Regions from separate parts of the Mus musculus genome. Here region 2 is linked to region 1. A link is a contact called in public promoter capture Hi-C data. All regions are on one chromosome and are shown on one strand. The core of a region is the stretch at or near the end of the contact, and the rest is flanking DNA. Distances in the headings are between cores, read along the strand shown.

Region 1 (4,443 bases), core at 1,307-3,806:
AACATTAAGACCCTCCCATGCGGTCGGTGGAAGAGCTGGGTGTGGGAGGCAGGACTCACAGAGAGAACAATGGAAGGCAGTATGTGATTCAGAAGAAAATGAGAAGTGCACGCAACAAATGCTATACAAGTTTGGAGGAGGGAGAGCCCGCTGGAGGCTGGGTGGGGGATTGAGAAGAGTGATTTTTCCGTGGGTTTTGGAAGGTGGCTTGTTTCTGTAGATGTGGGGGAGGGCACCGAATTGGAGTGTATCACTTAAAGGCACATGCAAATGCTTGCTTGGATTCTTTTTTTGTTTGTTTGTTTGGTTGGTTTTTTTGAGACAGGGTTTCTCTGTGTAGCCCTGGCTGTCCTGGAACTCACTCTATAGACCAGGCTGGCCTCAAACTCAGAAATCTGCCTGCCTCTGCCTCCCAAGTGCTGGGATTAAAGGCGTGGGCCACCACCAATTAAAGGCACTTGCTTGGATTCTTAACAACAGGTAGTATTTAGTGGATACGCTCCACGTGACAGACAGGAAATAATGTTTTACAGAAGTCAACTCATTTGAACGAGCAAAACCCTATGAGCTATATTGTCATCCTTCTTCAAAGATAAGGAACTTGAGGCCTCCAGATGCTACATTCCTGTGCTCGGAGCCCCCTCACTTTGTTCTTTGGTCATACAGCCGAGATTCAGAAAAAACAAAACAAAACAAAACCCCAAAAAACCAACAACAACAACAACAACAAAACCGCCTAAGGAGGGCCAAGTGAGTGCCTCTGAACTGATCTTGTTCCTGGCCATTCTTTATTAGTTAGCCTCTTGAAAAACATCCTGCCTTTGGTGGATGCTTCAAAAAGCTTAAAGTCAGACAAGCTTGCCTGGCTGTATTTGTTAGGTTGCAAAGGATGGGAAGGTATCGGCCTGATAATCCAGGAGACTGTAGTTTACATCTTAAGACTGGCTTACAGTCGACATCAGAAAGTGTTTCCTAAGCAAGGTACCTAACTGTGGTTTTTCTGGATATTCTTCTAACGTATGCGAGTCTGCAATAAATATTAAACCAATATGAGGTACATTCTGAGTAGTTCTTTCCTTAATTACCGGCCCTTAGAGGAGCCAGCCCAGCCACGAGGTAGAGAGCGTCAGAGAAGAGGGGGCCCCCTGGACCCAGCTAGCGCTCACTTTTCCTGGCTGTTCTTTCCAAGGTGGGGTTAGGAAGCAGCTGCGCTCTCTCTGTCTCTCGCTCTCTGTGTCTCTCTGTCTCTGTCTCTGTCTCTCTCTGCGGGTGGGGGACGGGGGTGGGGAGGGAAAGAGGTCAGGAGAATCTTCTTTTCCTCCACCAAGTCTATCACTGAAGGTTCGCTGTGGTCGGAAGGGGGCGGAGAGGAAGAAGGACGGCAGGAGGGAAGGAGGGAGAGAGCCAGCAAGGTTTGTGTAGGGTGGGGGGAGGGGGGAGAGAGAGAAAAGCATCAGAGCTGGGTTAGAAGGAGTCCGAGGAGAAATCCTCAAATTTAGGCACTCAAGAAGAAAGTGAGGCTGTGACAAGAAGGTGAGCAATACTTTTATGGTCTTTTTTTTTTTTTTTTTTTGAATCTCCCATTTCAAGGCCGAAGGGAGGAAGCAGGAAGTCCATACTCAGCACACTCCCCAAGCTAAAGCCTGTCCATCAGTTTCACAGCCTTACTCCTAGAAGTTAGCGAGGACCGGCTGAGTGCCCAGTATGTGGTCAGGTATGCAAAGTAGTGGCCCGAGAACCAGGTCAACGGAGGAGTTAGTCCGCCAGGCTTAGGTGGGGAGGTGAATTCAGTCACAGTGGCGAAAGAGCAAAACTGTGCGCGAGTGCACGCTTGGAGTGCAGAAGACCAGGCTGGAGAAGGAGGAGGAAAGAGGCGGGGATGGGGCCTCCGAGGGTAGCAGGGTGGGGGCGGGGGTGGGGTGGGGTGGGGTGGGGAGCAGAGAGGAAGCAGGGCAGGAGGTGGGAAGCGAGGACGAAGTGGGTAGGCTGTGGAGGGAAGGCTGCGAGGCGGGGCAGTGGTGGCTTGAAGACGTGTGTATGTGTGTGTGTGTGTGTGTGTATGTGTGTGTGTAGGGAGGGAGTGAAGTGGATCGGAGGAGTGTGTGTGTGTGTGTGTGTGTGTAGGGAGGGGGTGAAGTGGACGGGAGGAGGGCCGAAGGTGGAGGGAGTTGGCGACGAGGGGGTGGAGAGAGGGAGGGGAAACCGGAGGAAGCGAGCGGCGGCTGCCGGGGGAGGAAGGCAAGGAGGAGGAGCCGGAGCGGCGGCGGTGGCGGCTGCTGCTGCTGCTGCGGCCGCCTGGGGAGCCCAGCCGAGTGCCGCCTGGGGCTGCGGGGAGTGAGGGGAGACGGAGAGTTCGGTGGAGCCCGGGCAGCGGAGCCGAGCAGCGGGTGAGTGGAGCCCCAGGGGGACTCGGCGGCCAGTCCTCGGGGGGCCGGACGAGGAGGAGCGGGAAGATGGAGCGGTGGCGGCGGGGCGGAGGGTGGCGGCCCCATGGCCCGGCCCCTGGCTGGCCCCGCGTCCCCGCCCTCCCTCTCGGCTTCCTCCCGCCGCCCGCCTGCGCCTGGGGGGCTGGTCCGGAGCAGGCGGAGGGCTGAGGGTGGCGCTGGCCCGGAGGGCGGGCGTGAGGGGCCAGGGGGGGTGGAGCTGGGGGTTCGGGGGTGTACCCAGGGGCGGGAGGCTGGACCGGGACTGCTCTAAATTGGCTGGAGAGGGGGCCCCGTCGGCGGCGAAGTTGCTAGCTGGGGGCAGAGACGGCCACGCGGTTGCAGGAGTAAGACCCCCCCCCCCTCTCGTGGAGTGGCTGAGACGAGGAGTCCGGCGTCCCTGCCCTCCCCGTCGCCCTCCCCGCCTGCCCAGCCCTGCTAGCTTCTCTCCTAGCCTCCGCGTGTCCCCTCTCTCTCTCACCCCCTTCTGCCTCCCGCTTGGCTCCCTCGGCAGTGCCTAGTGCCGGGCCCCCTAGGTCCCAGTCCTGACCCTCTTGGCCTCCAACTTGCCTTCACCCGTGCTTGCTTGGCCACCACTCCCGTTCCCCTTTTCTTCCCTCACTAGTTACCCCTCCCCGCTTCGTTAATTCCCGTGCAATTGCCTCTTTGAGACCTTTTTTTCCTCTCCTTCCTTTTAGATTGGCCAACGGCTCCTTTCAACCCTGCCTCGTTGGTGGCCACTGGAGAAGCGCGGGGGGCTCCCCAGACAGCCGTGGGGACAAGTTAGAGCCAGCACTTTATCCCGGGCCTCGCGTGTAGCTTTCCCTCCCCTGTTCTAGGTGCCCCAGTGTCCAGAGGGGGGTGCGGGTGTGCCCTCCTTACATGTTCCACCGCCCGGGCAACCCTTCGGTCTCGTGTTCCATCTCGCTCTTGCTTCCTGTACCGTAGTCAAGTGGAGCCACTTTGCATCATGTCCCGGTATAGCTACCAAAGTCTCCTGGACTGGCTCTATGGGGGCGTCGACCCCAGTTTTGCAGGCAATGGGGGCCCCGACTGTGCTGCCTTCCTGTCTTGGCAGCAGCGGCTGCTGGAAAGTGTGGTGGTCCTGACCCTGGCCCTGTTGGAGATCCTGGTGGCCCTGCGGCACATCCTGAGGCAGAAGGAGGACGGTAGGGGTGGCCGTAGCAGCCAGCCACAGCAGGTGACCCAGCGGCCAGAGGAAGGCAAGGAGAGCCTGAGCAAGAATCTGCTCTTAGTAGCCCTGTGCCTGATCTTCGGGGTGGAGGTGGGCTTTAAGTTCGCCACCAAGACCGTCATCTACCTGCTCAACCCTTGTCACCTGGTCACCATGATGCATGTGAGTCTGTTGACTTTTTCCTGGGCAGCCTAAGTGATAAGAGTCATTAGCGTGCTCAGGACACTGGTGTGTAGAGCACTTCGTTCCCGTGGGAAGTGGGACCCTTACAAATGCTTTTCCAACCAGCATCCGCTTTTGTGCTAGTAAACTTCAGCATTGCACAACAGGTCAGCCCCACAGTGGAGGTGAACCCTAGAAATGACTTGCACTTGGAGCCCCATGCCCCTCCCATCTCAGCTCTGCTGGGGCCTGGCCTTTTCACCAGCAGGAAGTCCAGCCCCAGCTAGGTGACCATTCAGGATCACATCTGTGGCGCATGGCCAGCACTCCTGCCTTTTGTAGTAGTTTCCCAAGGGGCCTGGTGACAGGCTTTCCTGGAGGTGGTGGTCACACAAGCTTCTTTGTCTCCACTGTGGTACATTGGGGGGAATAGTTTTAGGGGTTTCTCTTAATGACTCTTTCATTTCAGGGTGTCTGCTCTCGGGGTGAGGTCAGCTTTTAGGTTGTAAGATACTTGAGCAACCTAATTTCCTCACAGGCTGGAGATCGCGATCCCGTGTGAGAGGGGTTTTCCTTTTTTCAAACTTCTCCATCTTACCACTTGAAGTCTCCGTCCTATGCTCCAAGGGTGTTCAAGAAAGCTGACTTCTTTTGCTTCCCTGA
Region 2 (4,443 bases), core at 828-3,327, 97 kb after region 1:
TCAACAGAATTGCTGAGTAGTGCTTCTGTCTAGTTAGGACTGCTCCCCGCCGTTCAGAAACATTGTCTCAGTGTTCTTGGGATGCAGCTTTTCTGCTGGCATACCTTGTCCCCGTGTGGGTTGCTGGGACAGCTTTGCTGTCATCAATGCAAATAAGCTTGAGAATCCCACTCTGCTAATTGGCACATTGAAATGTGCTAATTGACCCTGAAGGGTTATTTATGTGATTAACAAAATTGAGCTGTTTTTAAAAGTTATACTTTGGATTTTAGACTTGAGCTGGGGACAGAATATCCTTTCGGTTTCTTGAGGGTACTTAAAATATCAAAAGCTTGATTTCAAAAGAGGTCTTGAATTACTGAAACATGGACTGAGGCAAAATTGTGACTTCACTTTCTACAAAGGATGATGTGTGTTGAATTCGATAAATGCAATGTGTCTGAGACATGGGGTCCGGTGAAAAGGGACCGGGACTCCCAAGTTTAGACAAATTCTAGGAACTGTCCTTATATATGGGTTACAAGTATAATAATGCTTATTAAAAACCACTCAGAAGACTATAAAAAGGGAAATTGAAGTAAATTCTATTAAAGGCTCATGTGTCTGTACTTTCACACGTCTCTCTTGCTCATATCCTGTAGATAAAGATTTTCATAGATTTTTTGGTTTCCTAGATTATTTGAAATTAAGTTTCTTGCCCACTTGTGATTTTATTATAAACCATTTTCCAGTGTACTTTTTCTTTAGCCTGAAACCAGGCAGTAAATAATCTTATTAGGCACCCACATAATTCCTTTCCATTAGCTGCTCAATGACTGGGGATTCTCTGTAAGGGTGGACAGTGTCTCTTGCTTTCCGCCTAATCCTTGCAGGACCTTATGTTTAAAACACCATAGATACCACAAATACGAATGATTGACTATTCCGAGCCTGGGAATACAGGCCTGTGTGAGGCTGAGGCATGATGGCCACACGTTTAATGTCTGTTGGCTTATATTCTGAGTCCAAGGCTAGTCTGGGTCATTTAGTGAGACCCTGCCTCAAGGTAAAAATTAAGAAGAGGGTTGACTCAGAAGCAGAATGCCTGGCTCCCATGTGGGAGGACCTAGGTTTAAACCCCAGTACAACAAACAAACAAACAAACAAACAAAAAACAAACAAAAACCCCCCAAACCTCATGACATTGGAGACTGGCCGAAGAAATTGATTGGAGGTAGATATGACCATATTCATCTCTAAAATTTTCAAATAATTAAGAAAAATTTTAAAAAGAAAAGGATAAAAAGAATCCATCATCAAATCTTCCATAATACTGAGAGAAAGTCCAGGGGTTTCTTTTGTGTCCTGGGATCTGGGGTTTGAAGAAAGGTGGTAAAGGCCTTTTTCCAGCCCCTTAAAAGCCTGTTTATTTCTGCCAATGCAATGAAAGACAAAGTTTTGTTACCGAAAATGCATGCAATACAGTGAAACATAAATGTCACTACCAATGTATAGTTAGTTTCCCCCATAGATTAAAAACAAGAAGAAGCAAGAGGCCATTGTCGTCTATGTGTGTGTGTATGTGTGTGTGCGCGCGTGTTATATGTGGCTGTGTTAGAGATTAAACTTTATTCTGACAAGGGCACACATAAGTAATGAACCTTTGAGCTACATCCTAAAACTTGGTTTCTTTGTTGTTATTCTTTTTATTTTGTAATAGGATTTTACTCAGAAAACCAGGTAGGATTGAATTTAGGACCCTTTTGTTTCAGCCTTCTTAGTAGCTAGGACTACAGGCTTGGACACTCTGGCTTGGATATATGATTTTTTTTTCTATAAGCATAGCATATGTACAGTGCAGAGAAAAGGAAAATGTAGACCAATGCCCAAATCAAACTGAAATTATGGGGAAGCAATGACTGCTAAGATTGTTTGCTGCATGTTCTAGAAGGGCCTTTTTGCCTCTGTAGACATTAACAGGTCACAAGTGCACTCTTTGGAGCCAGCCTGTCTGTAGATTTCTAGTCAGTTCTGGTGTGTACAGCCACATGACCTTGCATAAGGCAGTGGCCTCGCTATCCCCGTTAGCTTATCTGTAAGTTATGCTGTTCTGCGTGATCACGTGAGGCACACACTTAACTGAGCCTACACCACAGGAAGCAATGGAGAAACACCCCACGGGATGGGGCTCCTACTATTGCTAATATTATCTCAAAATGGTTGAGGAGGCCTCCTGTTAGTGTGCCGTTTGTGATGTTATTCTGCAGAGCTTTGGCCTCAGCTCCTGGAGTTGCTCGGCACCATGAAGGGGGCTTTGTTTCTGAATTAGCCTTGCTGAGTGAGATTAAAATTCCCTGGCAGGGATTCTTGCCCTTTTTTTAATTATTATTTTATTATTTGTGTGTGTGTGTGTGTGTGTGTGTGTGTGTGTGTGTGTGTGTGTGTGTTTGGTTCAGGGGCAGTATGTTTGCATAGGAAACTGGGCAGCCCTTCCCACTCTCTTGCCTCCTGAAGGTAAATTAGGCCCACTCCTGTCTGCCTGCCTGCCTGCCTATCTGTCTGTCTGTCTCTTTCTCTGTCTACTTCAATCCCCCCCCCCTCTCCCTTCCTCTCTCTAAAACGAAACAGACCTATTTGGTAGGTCAGCAGACCCAAGCCAGAGGCTGAGAAGCCTATTCAGGGACTGGCACAGTGGGAGACACATGTGAGCCTGCTTGCCTTCTGAGCTTCTTGGTGGCTTGCCTTGGCTCTGCAGAACACAGTCCTCTCCAATATCTTTGCTCTTCATCTTGAGCTTTTATTCTAAATGTTGATTGTTTTTTGGGGGGTGGGGTGGGGTTGGTATAGTATCTTACATATCCTAGGTTGATCTCAAACTCACTATGAGCTTAGAATCCATTTTCCCATCCCACCTCTCACATGCTGGGATAATAGCCATATACTAAATACCACACCTAGCTAAGAGATATGTCTTTGTGGAATAAAAGTATTATTTTCCAAGTTACTTTCTTTCCAGTCTCTAGATTGCTGGGTATCAACCCTGACTGCACAGTTCAGATTTCCAAAGCTGCTTTCAGAATGCACCAGGGAGAAGCTGGGCTGTGGCTCAGTTGGACAAATGTTTGCCTAGCACACACGAAGCCCTGCTTTTGATCCAGCACTCCAATAAAAATAAAGAAAGAAACAATGGCAAAATGTGACACAAGCCCTTAGACCGGATGCTCAAGATGATCATATGTTTGTGGTCATCTGGAGCTTCGATATGTGTTCAGAGTCAGCCTGGGGTATAGGAGACCCTGTCTCACAAAGTAAACAAAGCAGTACACCAATGACCGCTGGCTAGTCCATTGAGCAGCCAGGGCATTTGTGTTGTTTTAGTCCCATGTTATCTCTGACTGGAACTTGGGTCTTTAGAGCATTTTATTTTACCAAGTAGGATTGGTGATACCTGCTCTTTGTACCTTATAGATATGGTGTAGAGGAAAGAATATTAGGAATAAGAAAAGAACAGTAGGTAGAAAAGGAAGGACATTGGAAGGTTGAGTATCATGGAAAGGACTTCTTGGCCGCCTATTCTCATTCAGTAATATTTTTGGAACAGGGAATTAATTGAGATACAACTTACACATAATAAATGCATCCTTTTAAAGCATCTGCTAAGTGGTTTTTAGTATATTCAGTGTTATGCAGCCATCAATTCTGTTTGATTTTAGATGCTTTTCATCATCTATCCTCCAAACCAAGCCCTGTACCTGGTACCATTCACTGCTTCTCCATCTCTAGACTCTGGCATTTAGTAATCAACTTTCAATCTCTGTGGGGTTGCCTATCCTGGACATATATAAATTAAATCCTAGAATGTTTTGGGTTTTTGGTATGTTTTCATTGAGGATGTTTTTAAGGTTCATCCATGCTGCAGCATGAGTTAGTACTTTGTATTTGTGAGCATATAATATCCCTCTGCAGGACATGTGATGTGTTAAATAGATACTCAGGCATTGGTGTTGTTTTTTTCGGTTTTGGCTAGTATGACTGATATTTCTGTGCATATTGGTTTAAGAATGTATGTCTCTTTAGGTATATACTTTGGAGTTGTATTGCTGCATCACAATGTAATGGCCTTTTATAGGCCTGGGAGGAACTTGCCAGCCTATACTGTAATATGGCCATACCACTTCATATCCTCAGCAACAATGAGTCATTTCCACACTGTACACATCCTTGCATTGTTCTTGTCCTTTCCATTAGAGCCTTAAGGATGAGATGTGGAATATCATTGTGCCTTTGCTTTCCTTGATAAGCTAACTGATGTTGAATACCTTTTCATGTACTGGGTGGCTATTTTTAAGCCATGGTTGGCGTTATTTTCAATTTTCTTTCCATTTTTGAGTTGCTTTTTACTAATCATTTCTAAGAATTCTCCCTAAATATTAGACCCATAGTAGACATACGAATAGAAATATT

Evidence for each region. Promoter capture Hi-C pulls out the DNA fragments that hold promoters and counts their contacts.
Region 2: a promoter capture Hi-C map of the HPC-7 cell line shows a contact between it and region 1. The contact joins the enhancer-like site here to the promoter of Tmem164 in region 1. A contact is called at or near these places in 8 of 39 promoter capture datasets (the 3T3-L1 cell line, 3T3-L1-derived adipocytes, the HPC-7 cell line and 4 more), 4 of 484 Hi-C or Micro-C datasets (the N1E-115 cell line, cortical neurons, embryonic fibroblasts and 1 more), 1 of 115 datasets of contacts at active chromatin or transcription factors (cardiomyocytes) and 3 of 9 other capture datasets (adipose tissue, liver and pancreatic islet).

The regions. Positions count from the first base shown.
Region 1 is chrX:142,679,170-142,683,612 of GRCm38.p6, forward strand. It overlaps Tmem164 (transmembrane protein 164), which reads left to right and starts at 2,557. Exons shown (of 7, transcript NM_001199360.1): 1 at 2,557-2,770; 2 at 3,122-3,780. The coding sequence starts at 3,394.
Region 2 is chrX:142,776,789-142,781,231 of GRCm38.p6, forward strand. All of the region lies in intron 4 of Tmem164 (transmembrane protein 164), which reads left to right. Among named protein-coding and RNA genes, the nearest start is that of Mir652, 40 kb to the left of the region's middle. Within about 2 kb of position 2,078, at least 40 of the 459 cell types and tissues checked have an H3K27ac peak or open chromatin away from gene starts, as enhancers often do. A contact at or near this core is called in the HPC-7 cell line, the N1E-115 cell line, granulosa cells and 1 more, where this site is marked.